Linked DNA regions of Sus scrofa: regions 1, 2 and 4 are each linked to region 3. The links are chromatin contacts, called in public Hi-C and promoter capture Hi-C maps. All regions are on one chromosome and are shown on one strand. The core of a region is the stretch at or near the end of the contact, and the rest is flanking DNA. Distances in the headings are between cores, read along the strand shown. Region 1 holds the start of STXBP2 (syntaxin-binding protein 2). Region 2 holds the start of SAFB (scaffold attachment factor B1). Region 3 holds the start of GPR108 (protein GPR108). Region 4 holds the start of MCOLN1 (mucolipin-1).

What was found. Promoter capture Hi-C pulls out the DNA fragments that hold promoters and counts their contacts. A called contact is a pair of places that touch in the nucleus more often than the background predicts.
Region 1: a contact with region 3 is called in a promoter capture Hi-C map of liver, with 4 times the contacts expected there. The contact joins the promoter of STXBP2 here to the promoter of GPR108 in region 3. A contact is called at or near these places in 2 of 5 promoter capture datasets (fetal liver and liver) and 1 of 47 Hi-C or Micro-C datasets (liver).
Region 2: a Hi-C map of liver shows a contact between it and region 3, with 3 times the contacts expected there. The contact joins the promoter of SAFB here to the promoter of GPR108 in region 3. A contact is called at or near these places in 2 of 47 Hi-C or Micro-C datasets (heart right ventricle and liver).
Region 4: a promoter capture Hi-C map of liver shows a contact between it and region 3, with 3 times the contacts expected there. The contact joins the promoter of MCOLN1 here to the promoter of GPR108 in region 3. A contact is called at or near these places in 1 of 5 promoter capture datasets (liver) and 5 of 47 Hi-C or Micro-C datasets (embryonic fibroblasts, heart right ventricle, liver and 2 more).

Annotation. Positions count from the first base shown.
Region 1 is chr2:71,511,800-71,514,841 of Sscrofa11.1, forward strand. STXBP2 (syntaxin-binding protein 2) reads right to left here and starts at 1,647. Exons shown (of 19, transcript XM_003123150.6): 1 at 1,552-1,647; 2 at 172-221. The coding sequence starts at 1,588. All of the region lies in intron 1 of PCP2 (Purkinje cell protein 2 homolog), which reads left to right.
Region 2 is chr2:73,333,027-73,336,374 of Sscrofa11.1, forward strand. It overlaps SAFB (scaffold attachment factor B1), which reads right to left and starts at 1,468. Exons shown (of 21, transcript XM_021084024.1): 1 at 996-1,468. The coding sequence starts at 1,358. SAFB2 (scaffold attachment factor B2) reads left to right here and starts at 1,516. Exons shown (of 18, transcript XR_002341685.1): 1 at 1,516-1,853; 2 at 3,038-3,125.
Region 3 is chr2:72,416,672-72,420,080 of Sscrofa11.1, forward strand. GPR108 (protein GPR108) reads left to right here and starts at 1,550. Exons shown (of 18, transcript XM_021083982.1): 1 at 1,550-1,719; 2 at 2,478-2,597. The coding sequence starts at 1,600.
Region 4 is chr2:71,611,612-71,614,937 of Sscrofa11.1, forward strand. It overlaps MCOLN1 (mucolipin-1), which reads right to left and starts at 1,713. Exons shown (of 14, transcript XM_003480808.4): 1 at 1,538-1,713. The coding sequence starts at 1,568.

The DNA.
Region 1 (3,042 bases), core at 397-2,896, 900 kb before region 3:
ACAGGAGGACCCAGGACCCCATTCCCCACATGACTCTATCCCAGATCTGCCCATCTGATCCCATCTCTGTGGACTAGCAGCCTCCTCAGGGAGCTGGAGGGAACCCCACATTCAGGGCCTGCCCCCCGTCCCCACCATGGGTTTGGACAAGGCATTCTGTCTTGCTCCTACCTTCCACTCCCCATCCTTCTTGACGCTCCGAATGACTCCACTCAAAATTTCTGCAGGGAAGTGAGGGCCAGGCTCAGAATGCTGGGTCCTCTGGGCCCACCACACCACAAAACCTTTTGGGTCCGGGGCAGCACCTCCATCTGAACTCCCAGTAACTTCTCCCCCTAGTCCTGTGAGGTAGTTCCTGGTCACCCTCGATTTATAGACAAGGACATTGACTTTCAGAGAGAAGTTAAGTTGCCTAAGCACCCTGGGCATCTAAGTGGCCAAATGCCTACAGCATAAGTAGCCACTGGATAAATGCTTTTAGATAAACAAATAACTGGAAAGCCAGGACTCACATAACAGGTCTACCTGCCTCCAGAGCTGGCCTCAGCTATTTGAGAGAACTCTTGCTATTTGAGTTCTCTTGGTGAGATTTCAGCCACGCCCTCATTCCACCTCCATCAGTTTCCCCTGAACCAGAACTCAGGATCCCTAGATCCTTGCTCTGAGGCGTGCCTGGCTGTGGTCATCCCATTACTCAACTTCCAGCCTCAGTTGTCTCATCTGTAAAATGGAAGCAGTGGCTTTCCTGCCTCCCCTTTAACCCCTGTATAAGAAGCTCCTTTTTCAGTTGGGTTGCTGGGCGTTTGAGCCACACTCCGCGCTGCCTAGTGAAGGGAGTGGGTAGAAGGGACAGGGCAGCTCCGCCCAGCAAGACTGTCATGTACAGTGTTATCAAGGCAGCCTGGGCCAGGGCGGAAGGAGCTGCTGAGGCCGGAACTACCGGAGGTGGGGGAGGGAGCGACCTCCACCCCTCCTCCAAGAACCCGGCCCGCGAGGCCTGGACGCCTGGGTACCTCTCCCCCCTCCCCCCGCCCCGCCGCTGCATGGAGCTCCTGGGGACTGGAGAAGGAGGAAGGCGTCCCCTACTCTTGGACCTGGATAGGGGCCTGGACACGCCCCCTGGGCACTCTCACCACCTGGGGTCACGCATCAGCACACCCAGCCCGGCCCCAGTCCGCATCACGGGGCCTCAGGGGTCCAGCCTGTCGGACTTTGCCTGACTCAGAGACCCTGGTCTCTGGATGTCTAGCTGTGCCATAACCCCTCGCTGTCATCCCAGCGGGTCCCGGAGTCCAGGCTTGGCACCTGGCTGCGCCCCGCTTAGTCTGATCCCCTTGGGTTCGCGGAGTCCAGTCGCCCAACTTTGTTCCGCTCTCTCACGGTAGAGTTGGGACGTCCAGCTAAGGCCAAGTCCCCGCCCGCCCCTTCGAAGGTCCTGTGCTCGACGCCCAGACTGGCCCCCGACTCCCCACCGCCTGGGTCCCAAGGTCCGTGCGCCCCCAGCCCCCGCCCCCAGGGGACGCAAGAGCCCGTCCCCGGAGCGGCACTCACTTTCCCCCACCACCGCCTTCAGCCCCGAGGGCGCCATCTTCCCCTAGGGGCGCCGCCGCTTCCGGGTCTGTCCCAAGGTGGGGGCGTGGCCCTTCGCGTCATCCACGTGGACCCCGCCCAGCGGGACCTGGCCCCGCCCCTGCGCACCTGGCCCCGCCCCGCCGTCTGTTCTCGGAGAGAAAGAAGGGTTCTTCGCGGAACTAGTCCACGGATGTGTCCACTTAGACGTGCACCTAGTCCCTGAAGGGGCATATCCCGAGGACACGCTCACAGACGTGAGCTCAGACACACTTCCCTCGCTTGTGTCCAGCGGGAAAGTGGGATTGCAAGGCAAAAATCCCTTAATCTTCCCCAGGCAGAGCTCCACTCTGCCAGAAGTTTCTCTGTGTCTCAAGGATACTGTGTGCCCACCCAGAGCCGCGGGGCCACTGTGAGTCACTTCTGTACCCGAGTTTAGCAGCAATAGCGGGCTTGGGCAACAACTGATGAAACTGGAGAGGAGGCTTGTAGCAATAGCTGGAGCTAAGCCAGCGCCTACTGTGTGCTAGGGACTGGTGCCAGATTCTCCATGGATCCTGACAGGAGGAGGATAGACAATGAAACCACGGCTCAGACCCTTGTTGAAGGCCACGTGAGGAGTAGGCCTATTGCAATGGGAAACACCAGTCTGTCCCAGGAAGTATGCTTGTCACAATCTTGCTGATACACACAGGGATTCAGTGGCATGTTCAACTGCTTGCACACTCACACACACCTCAATTCACACTCAACTCCAAATTTCAGGGCCTGCGCCTGCTGTGCACCAGCTAAGGGCTGACACCTTGTTAGGCAGAGGGCACAGTCCAACAGCACCCAGACAAATGGGGTCCTGGATTTAAAGTGTGACACATCGTGTAAATAAAGACTCCTGAACTGGTTCAGTTCCAGATCAGTGCTTTTATCTGATCATGTTTAAGAGTCAACCAGGTGCTGGGCCCTCTGCCACTTACATGGGACAGGTGTAGAGTCCCAGCAGTGAATAAGATCAGAAAGGCTGGAGTTTCCATCATGGCACAGTGGAAATGAATCCGACTAGGAACCACAAGGTTTCGGGTTCAATCCCTGGCCTCGCTCACTGGGTTAAGGATCTGGCATTGCCATGAGCTGTGGTTAGGTCACACACAGGGCTCAAATCCTGTGTTGCTGTGACTCTGGTGTAGGCCGGCAGCTGTAGTTCTGATTGGACCCCTAGCCTGGGAACCTCCATATACTGTGAGTGCAGCCATAAAAAGCAAAAAAGGAAAAAAAAAATCAGAAAGCCTGCCAGGTGGCACTTAAAGTTGAACAGAGCCCATTGACAGAGAAGTGGATAAAAAAAGATGTGGTACATATACACGTTAGAATATTACTCAGACATTAAAAGGAAAGAAATAATGGCATTTGCAGCAACATGGATGGACCCAAAAATTATCATGCCAAGTGAAGTTAGTGAGACACTAGTGTCATATGCTA
Region 2 (3,348 bases), core at 218-2,717, 920 kb after region 3:
GGGTGAAACAGAAAGGCGCCAACATTTACTTAAACTCACTGCTCTTCACACGCATCCCTCAGAACCCCTCAAGACAGGGGTTAGAACCACCCTCTGCCGCTTGCCAATATCAAACGGTGGCACAGAAAGAAAAGTGACTTGTAACAGCGATCCTACTACCTCTGAGTGTTTACATGTGCTAGGCAACACGCCAAGCCTGTTTCATGCCATCTTACTTAATCCTAGCACGGAAGAACTATTACTTTCCTCTTCGAACACAAAAAGAAACAGGATCGAGAAGGGGTAGTAAATGTCTTCCATGCCCAAGATCAGGCCCCTGGGCCTGGCAGGGGCCTGATCTCTCCCCAACCCTCTATGTTCTATCTCGCGATTGCTAACTGCACTTCCCTTTGCATGCTGTGTCCCCGAGTCCGTGCTGGAAGGTCCCTAAGCCGTTTTTTCTCTCTCTTGGAAGATTTTTTTCGGAACGATTACTTTAACAGTTCATTCAAGGCTTCTAGGCCATAACGGATCAAGGAGCATCTATCTTCCCAAAGGAGAACCGCGCGGCCCGCACGGGCTCAGGGAATCAGACGGCTTGGGTTCAAATCCCCACCTCCCCACTCGGGTCGAATGACCTTGGCCCAGTCCCCACGCCGCGGAGGAAATGAGGATTTCAAGGTTCCGCGTCCACTTTCGCAGACTGGGATGAAACCAACCAAAAAAAAAATCCCTAAAAAACAGTGAATGATGCGGAAAACACAGGCCTTAGCCGATGTCACCCGTCACCCCAAACTTCCCCCGTTCGCTTCCCCAGTCTCGCCCCGATGCGACTCTAGACTTCGAACCTGGAGCTCCCGCCGGAGCCAGAGAGAAGCCGGGAGAAGCGCTGAGCGCCAGGCCCAAAGCAGGCCGCAGACAGGGCCGGGGGCGGACCCCGAGGCCAGGACGCCACCGTCGTGGCTGCCGGGGTCCCCCAACCCACTTCCTGCCCACCCCCAAGGCCCCGGCTCCACCTTTTTGAGCCGCTCCATCAAAACGCTCTTGTTGCCGCTCGAGTCCAGATTCCGTTTCCTCAGCTCCGCCCGCAGATCAATCACCCGCAGGTCGCTGAGGCGCCGCGTCCCGGTCTCCGACGAGGCGGAACTCAGAGCGGCTGCGCCCGCCGCACTCGAATCGCCTAGGCCTGACAGAGCCTCCGCCATTCCAGGGACCCTGGCTCCGCCGCCCACTTCACACAGAACCGGGCAGGATTTATCTCGGCTTCTAGCACAAAATGGCGCCGCCTGCGAGGGAACCGCTCCAGCCGCCCCGGCGCGCCTCGCTCCTGCGCAGGCGCACCCGGCGCGGGTTCGACGCTCCCGGTCGCGTCTGCCCATGCGTGGTGAGAGACTTGGGGAACTGCGCGCAGGCGTGTTGCGTTTTGCTGGCCTCCCGCCGCGATCAGCCGGCACACATGCGTACTGCAGTTACGGCGCCTGCGCGTTGTGCCGGGTCACGTGCGTTTGGTCGACGCGCTAGCGTGCTTGCTGCTAAGAATCCCGGTAGGGGCCGCACGCATGCGCTGCCGGAAAAACTGGGCGGGAGGAAGCGAGTGCGTTTTCCTCGCCGGCGGCGCCATTTTGTGTTCAGAGCCGCTACTGCCGCCGGCGGTGTGAGGAGTAGGTGGCGGAGACGGGGTGCCCGGGATGGCGGAGTCTCCGGCAGGGTCCGGTGACTCGGGTTCTGGCACGGCCAGTGTCGTCTCGGGCGCTTCAGAAGCCGGGACGCGGCGGCTCAGCGATCTGCGGGTGATCGATCTGCGGGCGGAGCTGAAGAAGCGGAACCTGGACACGGGTGGCAACAAGAGCGTCCTGATGGAGCGACTCAAGAAGGTGAGGCAACCAGGGGCCCTGGGGTGGCGCAGGAAGCTGGGGCACGCCCCCGAGCGGGCCTGTCACCGTGACTCCCGGGCCCGGGGCGCCTCCGGCCCGCTTCTCGTGGCCGAACCCAGCCCGAGCTGTCAGGGACCGCGGGGATCCGGCTGTGTGACCTTGGCTCGTCACCGCTTCTCTCTGTGTCTTACCTCCTCCTTTTTTTCTAGTTAGTCGTTTCAAGAGCGCTGAAAGCCCACTATAGCTGCAGGGTGGCTTCTAGACTGCACCCGGGGTTTGGGTTGGAGACTGTTTGTGTGACCTTGGACAAGTGCTTTCCGTTACTTGCTCTTGTTTCTTGTCTTGGAGATCCAAGAGAGAAAGATCCTTTGAGGTTTTCTGTCTTGGAGAGGTTTTCTTTCTTGGAGATCCAAGACTGAAGATCCTTTGAGATTTCTCGGGGTGGAGGGTGCTTTGCTGGGTCCTGCCCCAGGACCTTTGTTCCTCCCTTGCTTTTCCCCCGGACTGCTCCTCTCCCAGGTCAACAACTGTCTGGCGCCTTGTCATTTTGGGGTCTGAGATGTCGAGTCGCCGACCAGCCTCCCTAAGTTCTGCTGCACTTCCCTGACTCCATATCGCACCATCCTGTGTTTATTGCTCCCACCTCAGGGGCACTTGACACAAACTGGGGCGGGGCGTTGTCATTTCCCAAGTCAGAACTAGCTTCTTGAGGATCAGGACCTTGTGAGTTCCCTGGGTTCGCCGCGCCTCCCCAGGCCCAGAAGGCACTGGGATACTTGTTGAGTGGAACCACTAACCTCTCCTCTACCCAGGTTGATGGGTGTTTTTCTACCTCAGGTCAAAGATGGCTGGGTTGACCAGCTCCTCAGCCCTTTGCCCCTGCCGCCTTTCTGCCTGTTACTTTGTTGACTTAGAGCAGAGGCATTTTGGAGGTTAGGGGTCATTTTGGAACTTGTCATTGACCCTGTTTCTGAACTGTCTGTCTTTTGGGTGAGGAGCCCAGAAAGAACTAGGGGGTACTGGGATCATCCTGTGCCTTTGGGGTTTGCAGCCCAGATAGCAGAACCAGACTTGTTTTTTGCAAGGAAAGGTTCACCTTTGTTCACAGGGAAGTCATTGCTTAAAAGAGAACAGTACATGCCCTGCAGTTTTTAGTAATGTTAAAATCTGTCTCTTCCTAATAGGCTGTGAAGGAAGAAGGGCAGGGGCCTGATGAAATTGGCATCGCCTTGGAAGCCACAAGCAAGAAGACAACAAAGAGATGCCTTAAAGGTATCCACTTGTACTTGTTGCTGCTTGGGGCCTCTGCCTTCAGAGCACTAATGTAGAGAACTGGTTTTTTAGCAGTCTTCCTGCTCCCCAGGTCAGAAAAGCTCCTTTGGACCTCGTTTTCCTCCATTTAGCTTACTTTTCTACTACCTAACATGTGGTTCCATCAGAGTGCTGAGAGAAATAGAGCTCTGTAGGTGCCAAGTTAAATTAAAATACATACTAG
Region 3 (3,409 bases), core at 300-2,799:
GCCTCTCTCTCCAAAGTCTGCGCCGGGAAACTGAGGACGGGTTGTCCTTGGGGCGCTGGGCCCAAGCCTTTCCCCATCTGCTGTCCGGTTCGGTTCGTACTTGCACCTGCCCATTTTCCAGTCGCATGCATTAAGGCCCAATCAGGTTTAAAAGTCTCCAAATCCTAGGATTCCGACAATGTCTCCTTTCTCCCCTCCAACCCCCTTGCCCTGGGGCTTGGAAGTCCGTCGCCTCTCATAAAAGTCTGTTCACACCTTGTTAATTCCTTTGAGGCACTGGGATAAAAGGGGAGAAATCTCTGCAGCAACCTCTTTCATCCTCTCCTGCTTTAGGTGCTTTCTCTTTGGCTACAGAGGTGACAGCCGCCCTGCTGGGGCTGGGGGCCCCGAGCCCCCAGGGCAGGTTAGGCTCTGAGTCCGCAGGCTCCCTGTACACAGGTGGGAAGCCCAGGAGGATAGCTCCAGGAGCCCACACTGGGACAGATGGCTCTACGGGGACCTGGCCCCACCTGCTGGTGGCTTGTGAGTTAGAAAACCTGAAATTGTAAAGTGGACCTGTGTTCCAGAGGTTAAAGGATCAGGAACTCAGTCAGGACCTCGGCCTGGGATCTGGGACTCAGTTGCTCAGCCTGAGAGTAGGGTCTCAACCTCTAACTGAAATTGGGATTGATCTCAAGTCCTCATCACAGTTGGGATAGGGTCTGGGATCAGAGCCTTAGCAGAAGGGTCAGCCACCCAAATGAAGGCCTCAGATTCAGACTGAGGTCCAGGGATCAGTCCTTATCTGAAGTCAGGGGTTAGTCCTAATCTGAGGTCAGAGCTCAGTCCAGGTGGAAGCTCAACCAGGTATAGGTTGAGGGTAAAAACGGGTGGGGGAGTCAGGGTTTCAGGCTGAGGTCAGGGCTCAGCCTGAGACAAGACTAGCCTGGAACCTGGGGGTGAGCCTCCAGTTGCCTCACTCCAGGATAGAAGCGTCCACCTAAGGCTGGGAATTCAGCCTGGGATCATAGGTCACCCAAGGGTCAAGATTTAGCTTGGGGCTAGGTTTTGGCCTCTCCGTGGATCAGGAAGATTAGGAGAGAAGATAGGCTTCAGCAAATGCATGTGTTTACCAAAAGCCTGAACTTTGGCTGGGAGCCACATCCCTGGGGTACAAAGGGGAAGTCCGTCCTTAGGGATACTGGGAAATGTAGTTTATTGAAGGCTCCCAATGAGCCGTCTGCTACCCCTCCGTTTTGGGTAATGTAGTTCTGAACTGGTCAGTCAGTTAAGGGTGGATGGAGGAATTCCCCTTTGGGGGCCGGATATCAGATCCATCACAATTGGTTGGAGGGTCTGTTTATCAAATTACATCAGGGACAATCCTTCTAGTGATTGGTGAGAGTGGAGGCGGGATTAACTGACATCAGCATTCCCATTCGGAACCGGTGCTGTCCATTTGGTGTCGTAAAGGGGGCGGCCTCGAGAGGAGAAGATCGATGATTGGTTGAGCGGGCCGAAAATGCCAAAGAGTCGGCCCCCACCGTACGGCGATTGGTTCACCGGTAGGCGGGCCTGGAGGCGTCAGAGGCGGTATCAGGGGAGGCGGTGGCTCCAGAGATGGCAGTGAGCGAGAGGAGGGGGCTCGCCCGCGGGAGACCCGCGGAGTGGGGCCAGCGGCTCTTTCTGCTGCTGCTGTTAGGAGGCTGCTCTGGGCGCATCCACCGGCTGACGCTGACGGTGAGTCCTGCCGCGCAGCAGTCTTGAGTGGGGGACGCAGCTTTAGCCTGGAGAAGCCCCTGGCTTGGAGTGGTCTCGTCCTACCTCCCCCGCTCCTTACACGGGATGGAGCGGTCCGGCGCCCCCCGCGTCCAGGCCCGAAGTGGCCTCGTCCGAGGATCCCCCTCAATCCTCCCTTTGGAGTTGCCTGGCCGGCTGTGAGGGGGTCGTGCCCCGCCCACGGCTTGGGGCGGGGCTTCATCTCCGGGGACCCAGGACTCAGAGCCCTGTAAATTCTGGGGATCCATTTGGGGGCGCCAGGGGCCCTTAACACCGCCCAGGGAAGTCCCTGGGGGTTCTAGACTGGAGTCCTCTGAGTACTTATCGAGATCTTGGAGGCTCAGTTGAAATCTCTGCACTCTAGGGGCTCAGCTGGAATCAAAAAATTTTCTGGGAGGTGAGGGCCAGGCACTCCAAGATTCGTAACTCTGCTCTCCGGGTGGTACTCATCCAGTGGAGGGACTTCCAGGGGTCCCAGACTTTCTCTTCCTAGACTCTGAAAAGTGGCCAGAGGATCCGGGGCCACTCTGTCCCTTCCTGAGATTGGGGTCACAGCCTCCAGGGGTGGCCCTCTCAGCCTCTTCTGTCACCCTTTGGACCCGTCCTAAATCTAGGCATACCAGGAGGTGACCACAGCCCTTGGGGAAACCTCGTGCCACAACTCTGGGGCTGGGCTAGTGGGAAGTCTCAGCTGCTTCTGTCTCCTTCATCGCCGGCAGGGGGAGAAGCGAGCCGACATCCAGCTGAACAGCTTTGGCTTCTACACCAACGGCTCTCTGGAGGTAGACCTGAGCCTCCTGCGGCTGGGCCTCCAGGAGACAGAAGAGAAAGCTCCGCTGGTGAGGGGCTTTGAGGAGTGCGGTACTGGAGGAGGGAGAGGTGCAGAAGTTTCTGGGCTTCTCCCCCACAACCCCCCCCCCCCAGCTCTGGATTCCCATCCTAGCTATGCCTCTCACCCGTGTGATCTTGGGCAAGTCCCTTGGCCTCTCTTTCCTCATCTATAACATGGGAATAATAATATTTCCTGCAATATGTGCTAGGCACTGAGCCGGAGAGGGGTGGGGAGGGGAGCATGCCAGTGAACAAGACAGCCCAGTTCCTTGAATCAAATGAGTAGCTAAGAGTTCCTATTGTGGCTCAGCACGTTTCGAATCTAGCTAGTATCCACAAGGATTTGGGTTCGATCCCTGGCCTCACTCAGTGGGTTAAGGATCTGTCATTACTGCATGCTATGGTGTAGGTCACAGACACAGCTCGTCTCTGGCATGGCTGTGGCTGTGGTGTAGACCAGCAGCTGCAGCTCCAATTTGACCCCTATATGCTGTGGGTGCAGCCCTAAAATAAGAGAGAGAGAGTAGTTAGTGTTTATTGTACCCGCTGTGAACCAGGTACCATGCAGATCAATTTCCATGGGTTGGTTCCTACACAGCTGCCTCTCGGGGATGCTGTGAGAAGATTACACCTGCCAACTCAGTTTTACAGGTGTTTACACAGACCCAGAGGTATGTGGCTTGCTTAGAGTCCCAGAGCCTGGTTGTAAATCCCTGTGTGCTGGACTCCAGAGCCCAAGGCAGGATACCACAAACATTCTATTTAATTTATTTTTTACCTCAGCAATTTAAATAGTGGGACAGAGGGCGAGCTAGGTCCA
Region 4 (3,326 bases), core at 463-2,962, 800 kb before region 3:
TTACTCAAAAGGTCCTGAGTTGATTCCTGCCCCTGTCCCAGGGCACTCAGCCTCCCTGAGCCTCAGTCTCCTCCTCTGCAAAATGGGGCATTAATATCTCTCACCAGGAGGCTAAGGATCAGATCTTTACAATGCATTCAGTTTTTGAGCTTCAAAAGTTTCTCCACGAGTAGAGGTTGTTCTAAGAACTGCTTATTCCCTTCAATCCTGACCAGCCCAAGAGGAAAGTCCAAATTTTCAGCACCTGCTGGGGTCACAGCCAGTCATGGCAGCCAAGAACTGTCCCTGACACACCCCACCACCCCTACTTGGAGAACCCTGCTTCTTTCCAGGGCCTGGCTGGCCCCCTGCCTGGCACAGCCACCAGGATGAACATGGGCACTGTCAGAACCTGTCCTGCAAGGAGGGCCAGATCCTGGCTGGTTCCTTTGGAGCTCAGATGCTGTTGTAGTTTACAAAGCGGCTGGATGAGAAGCCGGAGGGCCAGCTGCCTCCCTGGCTGGGATCACAGCTAAGCCACCCAGACTCTAACAGCCAGGACACTTCTTAGATGTCTCCAGCTAGCTTACGAAGGGAAGATCGGGTGTTCCTGTCGTGGCTCAGCGGTTAACAAACCCGACTAGCATCCATGAGGATGCAGGTTCCATCCCTGGCTTTGTTCAATGGGCTACGGATCCAGCGTTGCCATGAGCTGTGGTGTGGGTGGCTCAGCAGTTAACAAACCCGACTAGCATCCATGAGGATGCAGGTTCCATCCCTGGCCTTGTTCAGTGGGTTAAGGATCCAGCGTTGCCATGAGCTGTGGTGTAGGTGGCAGACTCGGCACGGATCCTGTGTTGCTGTGGCTGTGGTGTAGGTAAAACTACAGCTCCGATTAGACCCTAGCCAGGGAAGCTCCATATGCCTCAGGTGCAGCCCTAAAAGGACAAATAAATAAATAAATGAATAAGTAACAACAACAACAAAACAAAAAACGAAGGGAAGACCAATGCAATCGGCCTTCCTCTAGGGTCCCCTATGAGAGGCTACTGAGGTCAGGAAAGCTGAGCTTCCATTAGTTTGGTGATCTGAAATTGAGTTAGGCACCTAGGTTTCAGGAGGCAATGACCAACACTCCTCTCTGGGTTTAGAGAAGCTGAACATTTGCCTCCTGATTTGGGGAAGGAAAATCTGAGATCTCACATGCAACTGGGGTTGTCTGAGTTCTGGCAGAGCTGAGCAATCCGAATCTAGACTCAGAATGCAAACCCTGGGACCCTGACCGCCAGGAGTCGCCTGAGTTGAGGCACGCTGAGCACAGCCTAGGTTCAGGAAGGGCGGTCGGGAGTCCTGCCACTCCAAGGTCGCAAAGCTAGTGCCCACCCGCCGCCCAGGTAATAGGAGCCGTCAGCCCGTATCGCCACCACGGGGAAGCTTGAGAGGTCAGCACCGGCGCTGAGGAATGAGAAACCCGGGGCTCCGCCGCCCTAGGTCGGAGAAGTCGGCCGCCGGCCCGCCGCCTGCGTTCGGCGACCCGCAGGGCCGCCTGCGCCCTCACCTGAGCCGCGCGGGCCTACGGGGACTGCCATGCCGGAGCGAGTAGCACCGGACGCGGGCGAGCGCCGCGGCGCAGCCGGGGTCCGAACGCCCGCCGCTGTCACTGCGGCCTCGCTCCCTCGCGGTGCAGCTTCAAACCCTCCCGCATCAGCTGACTCGCGCCCCCAGTCACGTGACCCACACGGTTCAAAAAGCAATCGACGCGATCCGGTCCCGCCCTCTGCGCCACGACGCCCCCTGCAGGAGCTGCACGCATGCGTGACTCAGCTGGCGATTTACAGCCCTTAGACGGCCGTGCGGTCCTAGCGCCGACGGGCGAAAAATGAATGTGCTGGGGGATGGGCTGGCTGTGAGGGAGCCAACTTTGCCCTGGCTGGGTCCTGGCTCCCTATCATGCCCGCGTGCAATGCCAACCTCTTGACTTCCATGTCCAGTGCTTGACCCCCTTACCCTCCACAGACTCTGGTGATGATCCCACATTTTATCTCAAGACTGCCCTGCTTCCTACCCCCCAGAAACCCCGCATTCCTCTTAAACCCCTCTCATCTGAACTACCATCAAACCCTCTATAATTTCGTAATTATATCCCAAACAGGACTACTTTTCCCCACTCCTATGGCTATCAGCCCAGAGTCCCTCAACACCCTGGCCCCTGCCATTGTACCAACGTCCCTGATCTTAGGCTCCCATTCTTTTTTTTTTTTTTTTTTCCATTTTATGGCTGCACATATGGCTAGGGGTCAAATTGGAGCTGCAGCTGTTGGCCTACACTACAGCCCCAGCAACACCAGATCAGAGCTGCATCTGTGACCTAAGCCACAGCTTGTGGCAACTCCGATGGATCCTTTTTTTTTTTTTTGTCTTTTGTCCTTTTAGGGCCACACCCTTGGCATATGGAGGTTCCCAGGCTAGGGGTCTAATCAGAGCTGTTGCTGCCAGCCTATGCCAGAGCCGAAGCAACACCAGATCTGAGCCACGTCCATGACCTACACCACAGCTCACAGCAATGCTGGATCCTTAACCCACTGAGTGAGGCCAGGGATCAAACCCACAACCTCATGGTTCCTAGTTGGATTCGTTTCCACTGCACCATGATGGGAGCTCCCCAACAGATCCTTAACTCACTGAGCAAAGCCAAAGATGGAACCCCCAACTTCATGGATGCTAGTCCAGTTCTTAACCTGATGAGCCACAACAGGAACTCCCTTAGGTTCCCATTCTTGATCTCCCCATTCCACTCTTCATCCAGCAGCTAGAAGGAGCTTCAAAAGATTATTCATATTAGTCCTCTGTCAGAACCTACTAATGTCTTCCTATTTCTCCAGGATGTCAAGCAAGCTCCCCACTTCAGTCTACCCGGCCCTTTGTTCCATGCCCCACCCACTCCTACCTCCTCCCCAGGCTCATCTCTCAGTAGCCCCAGGGCCTTTGCACAATCTTGTCCTAGAGCATAAAGGTTAACAACCCAGGCTCTGGAAGGCAGACAAAAGGAGCTTCGACCTAGGAAACTTCTGTGTCTTCCAAAAAGTCACTTAAACTCCATGTACCTCAGTTTACTCATTTGCAAAATGGCGTAACTTCGTCAAAGTTACCTGCCTCATGGAGCTGTTGAGAGAATTAAATGAGAAAATGCAAGAGCATAGCACATCTCAGGGCAAATAGCACTGATGATTAGAGATTAGTGGGATTATAAAGTCCTTCCTTAAGGAAGCTGTCCCCCATCTAAATCAGAAGTCTTGTTATGCTTCTTCTGGAATGTACCATACTGTAATTACTTTTTAAAACTTTCT